Linked DNA regions of Sus scrofa: region 2 is linked to region 1. Evidence: chromatin contacts called from public HiChIP or PLAC-seq data. All regions are on one chromosome and are shown on one strand. Each heading gives the region's core, a stretch centred on a gene start, on an enhancer-like site or on the middle of the called end of the contact. The rest is flanking DNA. Distances are from core to core; before and after follow the strand shown. Region 1 has its middle 15 kb from the start of NOG. Region 2 has its middle 110 kb from the start of NOG.

Region 1 (3,567 bases), core at 866-3,365:
AAACAAAAAAAAACAAACCAATATGGTGGCTATTGTATGTACACACATATAATGAAAAGAAGTGTTGACATGGTGTAGAGAAATTGGAACCCTTCTGCACTGCTGGTGGGAATGTAAAATGATGCCACTGCTATAGAAAACAGTATTGCCATTCCTTAAAAAATTAAAAATAGTATGACCATTTGATCCAGCTATTCCATCTCTGGGTATATATTCCAAAGACCTGGACGCAGGGACTGGGATATTTGTACACCCATGTGCATAGCAGCATTACTCACAATAGCAAAAGGTGGAAATGATCCGAGCACCCCTCAACGGATGGAAGGGGAAGCAAAATGTGGTGTATACATACAATGGAACATTATTCACCCTTACAAAGGAAGGAAATTCTGACATATGCCACAACATGAAGGAACCTTGAGGAAGTGATGCTAAGTGAAATAAGCCAGGCACCAAAGGACAAATACTTTACAATTCCACTTATATAAGGTATCTAGAACAGTCAGATTCATAGAGATGCCACTTGGTGGTGGCCAAGTCAGGGTTGGGGTGGGCGGAGTTTCAGTTTGGGACCATGAGACATTCTGGAGATGGAGGATGGTGACAGTGGCACCCGAGGGAAACTTGTCACTAATGCCACTGAACTCTACAGCTACAAATGGCTAAAATGGTGAATTTTACATTTTGTGTATTTTAACACACACACACACACACACACATCCTTGGTGTCCAGGGAGAAGGGAGGAGGAGAACAGCTTCACAAACTGCTCCCCATCTCAGGCTCTCCTTCTTGGCATGGTCTGCCTCAGGGGACATTGGATTCAGGGGGTGAAGGGGGTGAAGTGAGGAGTCCCCTCCTCTGGGCACTCCCAGTGGATGGCCTTCCTGACCCGTGTGCCCAGCACCATGCTGCAGGCTCAGGCCTGGAGGAAGTTCCTCTGAAAATCAAAGCGGTCCTTCAAGAGTCCCTATGGAGTGAAAGGCTCTCTTCCTGGTCATCTCTGAGGCTGAAGCGTGACTGCAGCCAGCCCCCTGGGTATAGTAACAGCCCTGTCAGCCAAGGCAAATCTGTCCAACCTCAGAATCCCAAATTAGCACCTGGCCCTTCTATAGGGCAACTTTGGTTTAAAGTTTAAGTGAAACCTTGACAGTCCTACTGCCTCGAGGGGAGGCCCGGGGCGGCCCTCATAGGATGCTCTTTCTTCAGAGGAATGCGATGGTGTGTACAGTGTGGTGTCTGCAGTCAACTCCTACAACTGCAATTAGGGCCTTTCAATGGAGGTGTCAGCCACATTCAAAGTCTGAACCGTCTCACCCATGAAATTCATAATGGGATAAAAGTTCCATTCCAGGACTGACAACTTCAAATGGAATTTGGTGTAATCTTTTATTTATTTACAGGGTTGTGGGAGTGGGGGATGGGGGCTATGAAACTCCCACCTCATACCCCCCTCCCTGCACATCCCCCTCCCCCCCAAGCTTCCAAGGATAAAAATGAGGGTTGGGATAACATTTGGAAGGAAGCAAGGCTATATTTAAATATGCTTTGGAAAGCGTGGCTCCATGTTGGAGGCAGTCCAGAGCGACAGCTTCATCCAGCCTGGTCTGGGACATTCCAGAGAATCATATTGAGACTTTGTGCTAATTGGTTCCAATTTATCAGTTCCAATGTCTCTTGGACCAGAGCCAGGTCTGAATGCTCCATGATCTGCAAGGACAGCGACACACGCAACTTACTCCAGGAGCCAACAGATCCTTCCACACTTTGCCTACTTTTCACTGATGCCCCAATGGCTGTTTAATTCTCCAATGCCTTCTTCTTAACCTAAGCTTACTTACCCAAGTCATTATGCCACTAGCTGCCTCTGGGTAGATCTTTCAGGAACTTCGGTTCATCTTATTTACACAAAAGCAGAGGCTTTCTTTTTTCTTTTTCTTTTCTTTCTTTTTTTCTTTTTTCTTTTTTCTTTTTGGTGCGATATTAAGGAAGCCGGGAGAACCGGGGGGCGGGGGGCGGATTTAATTGTAATTACAGCAGGGTTCTCCTTGTGTCTCATTCCACCGTTCTGCCCATTCACAGGCTCCGGCCAGGGCTGGCGCCAAGATCTCCAAGTTGCCCTGTGTTTATGTCATTGAGACGAGGACAATATTTCAGTGTGGAGCCAAGCCACAGGGATCCACTCTATAAAACCCTCACTAAAAATAGACGCTCCAACCCCTGCCCAGCCCCCTCCCCGCCTCCGCGACTCCCCCGCGCCTGCCCCCAGTGCCGAAGCACCCAGCCTCATTCGCTGGGAGACAGGCGTGCCAAATCGGCCGGATCGCGCAGCTCAGGCCCTGAGCTCCTTTCTTCCCCAGGAGTTTTAACGCAGAATAAAAGGCGTCAATTAGCAGCCTTTAGAGCTGACAGGGCAATTAACGCTAAATTGCAAGACAGAGGGAGAGCTGGAAGAAGAAGGAAAGGAGAGAGGGAGAGAGCGAGCTTTCAAATGTATTTTTGGTGACAGCTGCATTTTTGAGGAGGGTGAGCCTCTCAAACTACAACTGGCTGTTTGGATATATTTTCACTTGTGAAGTGATATTTTCAGTGAACACTGATACTCCCAGTTTATTGCACTTTTCATGTTTGAGCTCCTTGGGAAAATGAAAGCAAACACAAAGGGAAAGGATCTTGTCTTTACAAACGCTCCCAACCAGCCTGAGTCCCAACACACAGCGTTTCTTTGCAGGCTAAGTTAGATGCAACACGAAATTGTGTGGGTAGATGGATGGGCGGGTGGGACCACGGCAACGGGTCAGCAGCTCATTTAGGTTTGGGGGATTCCAGAGTTTAGAGCCGGAGAATGGGCATAACGCCTTTGCACACTTTCGGTCATCAGCCCAGGACCCTAAGGTTATAAAGCTATTGGGAAATCGTGTTTTTTGGTCTATGGGGGAATGACCTTCCTTCAGAGTCAGGCTTTGGTTTGGGATTGGGGGAGCTGGAGAAAGTCTTAGGCAGAGGGAATTGGTAACAAGGGCGGTATTGATTTTGATTCACTGTTGCAACACACCAGTTCCGGGCAATGGATTCAAGCTGCCCTGTGCAGGAGAATGGACACAAGAGAAATACACTGTAATCAGAAGTCAGCCCGGGGAACCTAGAGCTCTGTGAACTTTTCAGAGGCTCCTACCTTTTCCTGACCTGGAGGAAATAGTATCTGCAGTTCTGAGAGCACACTCTCAGTCACCTTTGCTTTGCTGAACCTCGGGTTTCCCATAGAATCACTGTCATCCTTTTTTCCTTACCCTCCCTCACTCATTAAGAACTACCATTTCTCCAGCACCTACCCTGCTCCCAGCATGGTGTTAAGGACTTCCCAGGCACTGGATTCGAGGTAGGGGCTATTATTGGACCTATTCTTTGTCCGAGGAAACTGAGGCTGAGAGAGATTCAGTGACTCCTTCAAGGTCATCCTGCTGGTAACTGGTGAAGCTGGGATTGGAACCAGATCTTAGTCGAAAGCCTGTGTTCTAGGAGTTCCCCAGTGGCTCAGCAGGTTAAGGATCTGGTGTTGTCACTGCCGC
Region 2 (3,804 bases), core at 353-2,852, 130 kb before region 1:
TAAAAAGGGGGGGAAAAAAAAGAAAAAGAAAAGAAGAAAATAACCAAACATATGGGACACCCTTTATTTTCTCCTTAAAACAAAATAGCTGGATCAAGTTCTATGAAGGATAAAAAGTGAATTCTGGAGACTTAGAGCACTTGCTGAAAAGGAGGATGCTCATGAGTGAAAAAACACTCATTTTAGCAGTGAAACGATCACTCAGCATTTTTGAGAAGAAGCGCTCCTTGATGACAGCCTTTTATGATTTATCCTGAAATTCAGTTGTGGGCCAATGAAAACCCAGCGGGTGGGAGTTCCCGTCTTGGTGCAGCGGAAACAGATCTGACTAGGAACCATGAGGTTGAGGGTTTGATCCCTGGTCTTGCTCAGTGGGTTAAGGATCTGGCGTTGCCATGAGCTGTGGTGTAGGTCACAGTCGCACCTGGGATCTGGCATTGCTATGGCTCTGGCATAGGCCAGCAGCACCAGCTCCCATTGGACCCCTAGCCTGGAAACCCCCATATGCGGTGGGCGTGGCCCTATAAAGGCAAAAAAGACACACACACACAAAATCCAATGGGGGGGGTCATGGGGACTTTGGGAGTGGGTTGCTCAGCGGTTTTACATATTTGGAATAGAACTCACATAGTGACTTGGCTCTGAGTCTCTGAGGGCACCCACCCAACCCAACTGTTTGGAGAGGGAGACATAAGCCTGTCTATCTACAGACCGACGGCTGCCTCATTCTCTCTGCCAACCTGATTGAAATGAGCAGACTTTGACTTTTAAGTGCCTGTATCCTCCCGGAGCCCAACGAAGGTGTTGGAGCCACCTGCAGACGTTGCCAAGGGCCCAGGCTCCGCCGGTGGTGCTTCCCCTGCTGCTCCAACCTGCGCTGGCGTCTGAGCCCTGGCTCTGGGCTCCGGTCTCCGTCTGCGCTGGCCCTTCTCCTCTGGCTGGCAGCCCGTTCCTCCCCTTTTGGCTCTCTGATTGGCGCCTGGCCCCGAGCGCTGTCCTGATCTTCCCGTCACTTGTGGCTTCTGATAAGAGACGCGCTCCCGCCAGATATAGGCCCAGCCAGGGGGTCACCGGTGCAGGGATTCAGGACGTGGGCTTCATCAGACTCAGGGCGAGGCCACCCTACCTACCATTTGTCAGCTCTGTGACCCCAGGCTAGCCACACCCCCCTTCTGAGCTTGTTTCCTTGTCTGTCAAAAGGGGGGTGGTTTTGTTCTTCTGATGTGAGATTTTGAGCATTTTGTGTATAGGGTACAGAAAAAAAATCACATGTTCATAGCACTGGGCGTTCTCAATATTTTCAGAGCTACAGCCTCACGGTAACCACGCTGAGATGTTACAATATTCCCGGTCTACACATGGGAAAACCGAGGATTAGAGGGAGAAACGAGGACAGCCAGAGTCACAGCCAGCAGGTGGGGAGGGCCGGACTCGAACCCAGGCCTCCTGACTCCTGGTCGGGAAAGCAGCAGAGGCGGCAGCTTTGATCCCCGAAGCTGCTGTCCAACACTGTGCCGCCTCCGGGAAGGGAAGACAGGACCGGAGAGGAGCGGCTGCCGGCCCCCCCTCCGATGCCGGCTGGCGGGGCGGAGGAATCCGAGCGGCTGGCTTGTGCTCATGCTTGAGGAATGTCTTGAGAAGTCGTGCCTAAGCCCTCTGTATCTGACTCATCATCTCCCCGTCTCCAGGAGTGTCAGAAAAGAGCTCCCTTAATCCCTCCTGTCCTCGGTCCCAGGCTTTCATTTGTCAAACTAAAAATATTCCCTCCGGGAACCTCCTTTTGCCAGAGGCTGAAGGAGGTAGAAGGGGAATGGTGTTTCAGTGTCACTTCCTGACAGCGCCTCACATTGTTCACCGCCAGGGAAACAGAGCCGGGCAGCACGAGCAAGGGGCCCCTGTCATTCTTGGGCCGGGGCCAGCCGCTCACCTTTCTCCTGCGAGCTGGCTTCCTTTCCACCCCCCCTCTCAAGGCTCCAGACAATAGCCCATCAGCCTGACACCCAGCCTTGGCCCAGTCCCTCGGGGCTGCGTGGTGATTCTTGCCAGGTGAGGACTACAGAATGCCAAGTTCATTTCCTTTGTAGCCTGAGGGAAGGGTGGGCTGGCATGGTTAGTACTTGTCTGCCAGGCCGGTTTACCTAGAAAAGGGTGTAGAGCTTGAAGGTCAAGGAAAAAACGAGTCCCGTGTCTCTAGGAAAGACAGACAGACAGACCTGCAACTCCCTGAGCTGGACAGTGACAGCATTTGGGAAGCCATCGAAGTTTGTCTCCTGTGTCTCTTCTTCCTTTCTTTTTTTCATTTTATTGCTTCTGACTGGGCTGATCCTGAGTGTCCGTGACCTTGACTTGGCTCCAAACCTTGGCTCACAGCCATAGAGCCATGCCCCCTCTCCTAACCCCCTGGGCCCTGCCAGGGTGCCTACTTGCTCAGTGGAAGTAGAACATAGTGAAACCTAGAGAGCATGGCCTCTGACTTCAACCTTGGGTTTAAACTCCGCCACCACCTACCACCTGGCTCTGTGTACCTGAACTGTGTAAGGTACCTCACCTCTGAGCCTCAGGTTCCTCATTTGTCTTAGTGGACAATCACACCCGTTATGCAGGGCTACGGTCAAGATGAATAAGGCTGTGTATGTAAAGTGAATTACACAAGGTTGGTCACATAGGAGGGGCTCCAGACATTGTCATCATCCTCACCCAACACCCTATGTCACCACACCACTGGAATCAGAAGACTTGGTTCTAATCTCAGAGGTCAGATTAGTTGTGTGGCTCTGGACACATCCTCTAAGATCTCAGCATCACATGTGCTCATGTGTAGAATGAGGAGTTTGGGCTTGAGTTCCTCAAGGCTTCTTCTCAGATCTAACATGCTGGGGTCTTGGAAGAGAAAGACAAACACGGGATGCTATCACTTATCTGTGGAATCTAAACAAATACAACCAGTAGTGAATATAATGAAAAAGAAGCAAACGCACAGATAGAAAGGAAAAACTAGTGGCTACCCATGGGGCAGGGGGAAGGGCAATATAGGGAGGGGGGAATGGGAGGTACAAACTATTGGGGTGTAAGATAGGGTCAAGGCTGTGTTTGTACAACTTGGGAAACACAGCCAATGCACTGTCATAATGGTAAATGGAAAGTTACTTTTAAAATTATATAAAAAATTGAAAACAAAAATAAAAACATTCCAAAGATTAAAAAATAATAATAATAAAATAAAATTCTGAGGTCTTGGCGATACTTGAGAGTAGATATTCATGGAAAACATCCTTCTTTTAAGGAACACATGACTAATGTAGCTGCTTGCTAGGGACTGACTTGTGTCCCCATTCCCCATTCATAGGTTGAGGTCCTAACCCTCCATTTGACCATCTCTGGAGATAGGGTCTTTAGAGGTAGTTAAGGTCCAATGATGTCATAAGGGTGGGGCCTTAATCTGATAGGACTATGGCCTTATAAGAAGAGGAAGAGAGGGAGCTCTCTTCTCTCTGTGTCCATCTCTCCCCCACCTCTCCCCCTCTCTCCCCGTCCTGTGAAGACACCAGGAGAAGGTACTGTTTGCAAGCCAGGAAGAGAGTTCTCCTCAGAAACCAAATCCTGCTGGCAACTTGGACTTGGACTTCCTAGCCTCCTGAACCATGAGAACGTACATTTCTCTTGTCAAAGCCACCTGCCTGCAGTATTTTGTTACGGCAGCTGGTGCTGACCAGGATGTTGCCGAAGGAGGAGGGCTGGGAGAGGAGCACTGAGGCAGAGTCTGCATCCGCAGCCAGGATTTCACAACGCTTATTGAGCCAAGGG

The links. HiChIP or PLAC-seq counts read pairs in DNA pulled down with a chosen protein or histone mark.
Region 2: a contact with region 1 is called in an H3K27ac HiChIP or PLAC-seq map of skeletal muscle. The contact joins two enhancer-like sites. A contact is called at or near these places in 5 of 47 Hi-C or Micro-C datasets (embryonic fibroblasts, fibroblasts, omental adipose tissue and 1 more) and 1 of 2 datasets of contacts at active chromatin or transcription factors (skeletal muscle).

The regions. Positions count from the first base shown.
Region 1 is chr12:32,874,394-32,877,960 of Sscrofa11.1, reverse strand. No RefSeq gene overlaps it. Among named protein-coding and RNA genes, the nearest start is that of NOG, 15 kb to the left of the region's middle. Within about 2 kb of position 2,115, at least 10 of the 83 cell types and tissues checked have an H3K27ac peak or open chromatin away from gene starts, as enhancers often do. A contact at or near this core is called in skeletal muscle, where this site is marked.
Region 2 is chr12:33,003,014-33,006,817 of Sscrofa11.1, reverse strand. No RefSeq gene overlaps it. Among named protein-coding and RNA genes, the nearest start is that of NOG, 110 kb to the right of the region's middle. Within about 2 kb of position 1,602, at least 21 of the 83 cell types and tissues checked have an H3K27ac peak or open chromatin away from gene starts, as enhancers often do. A contact at or near this core is called in skeletal muscle, where this site is marked.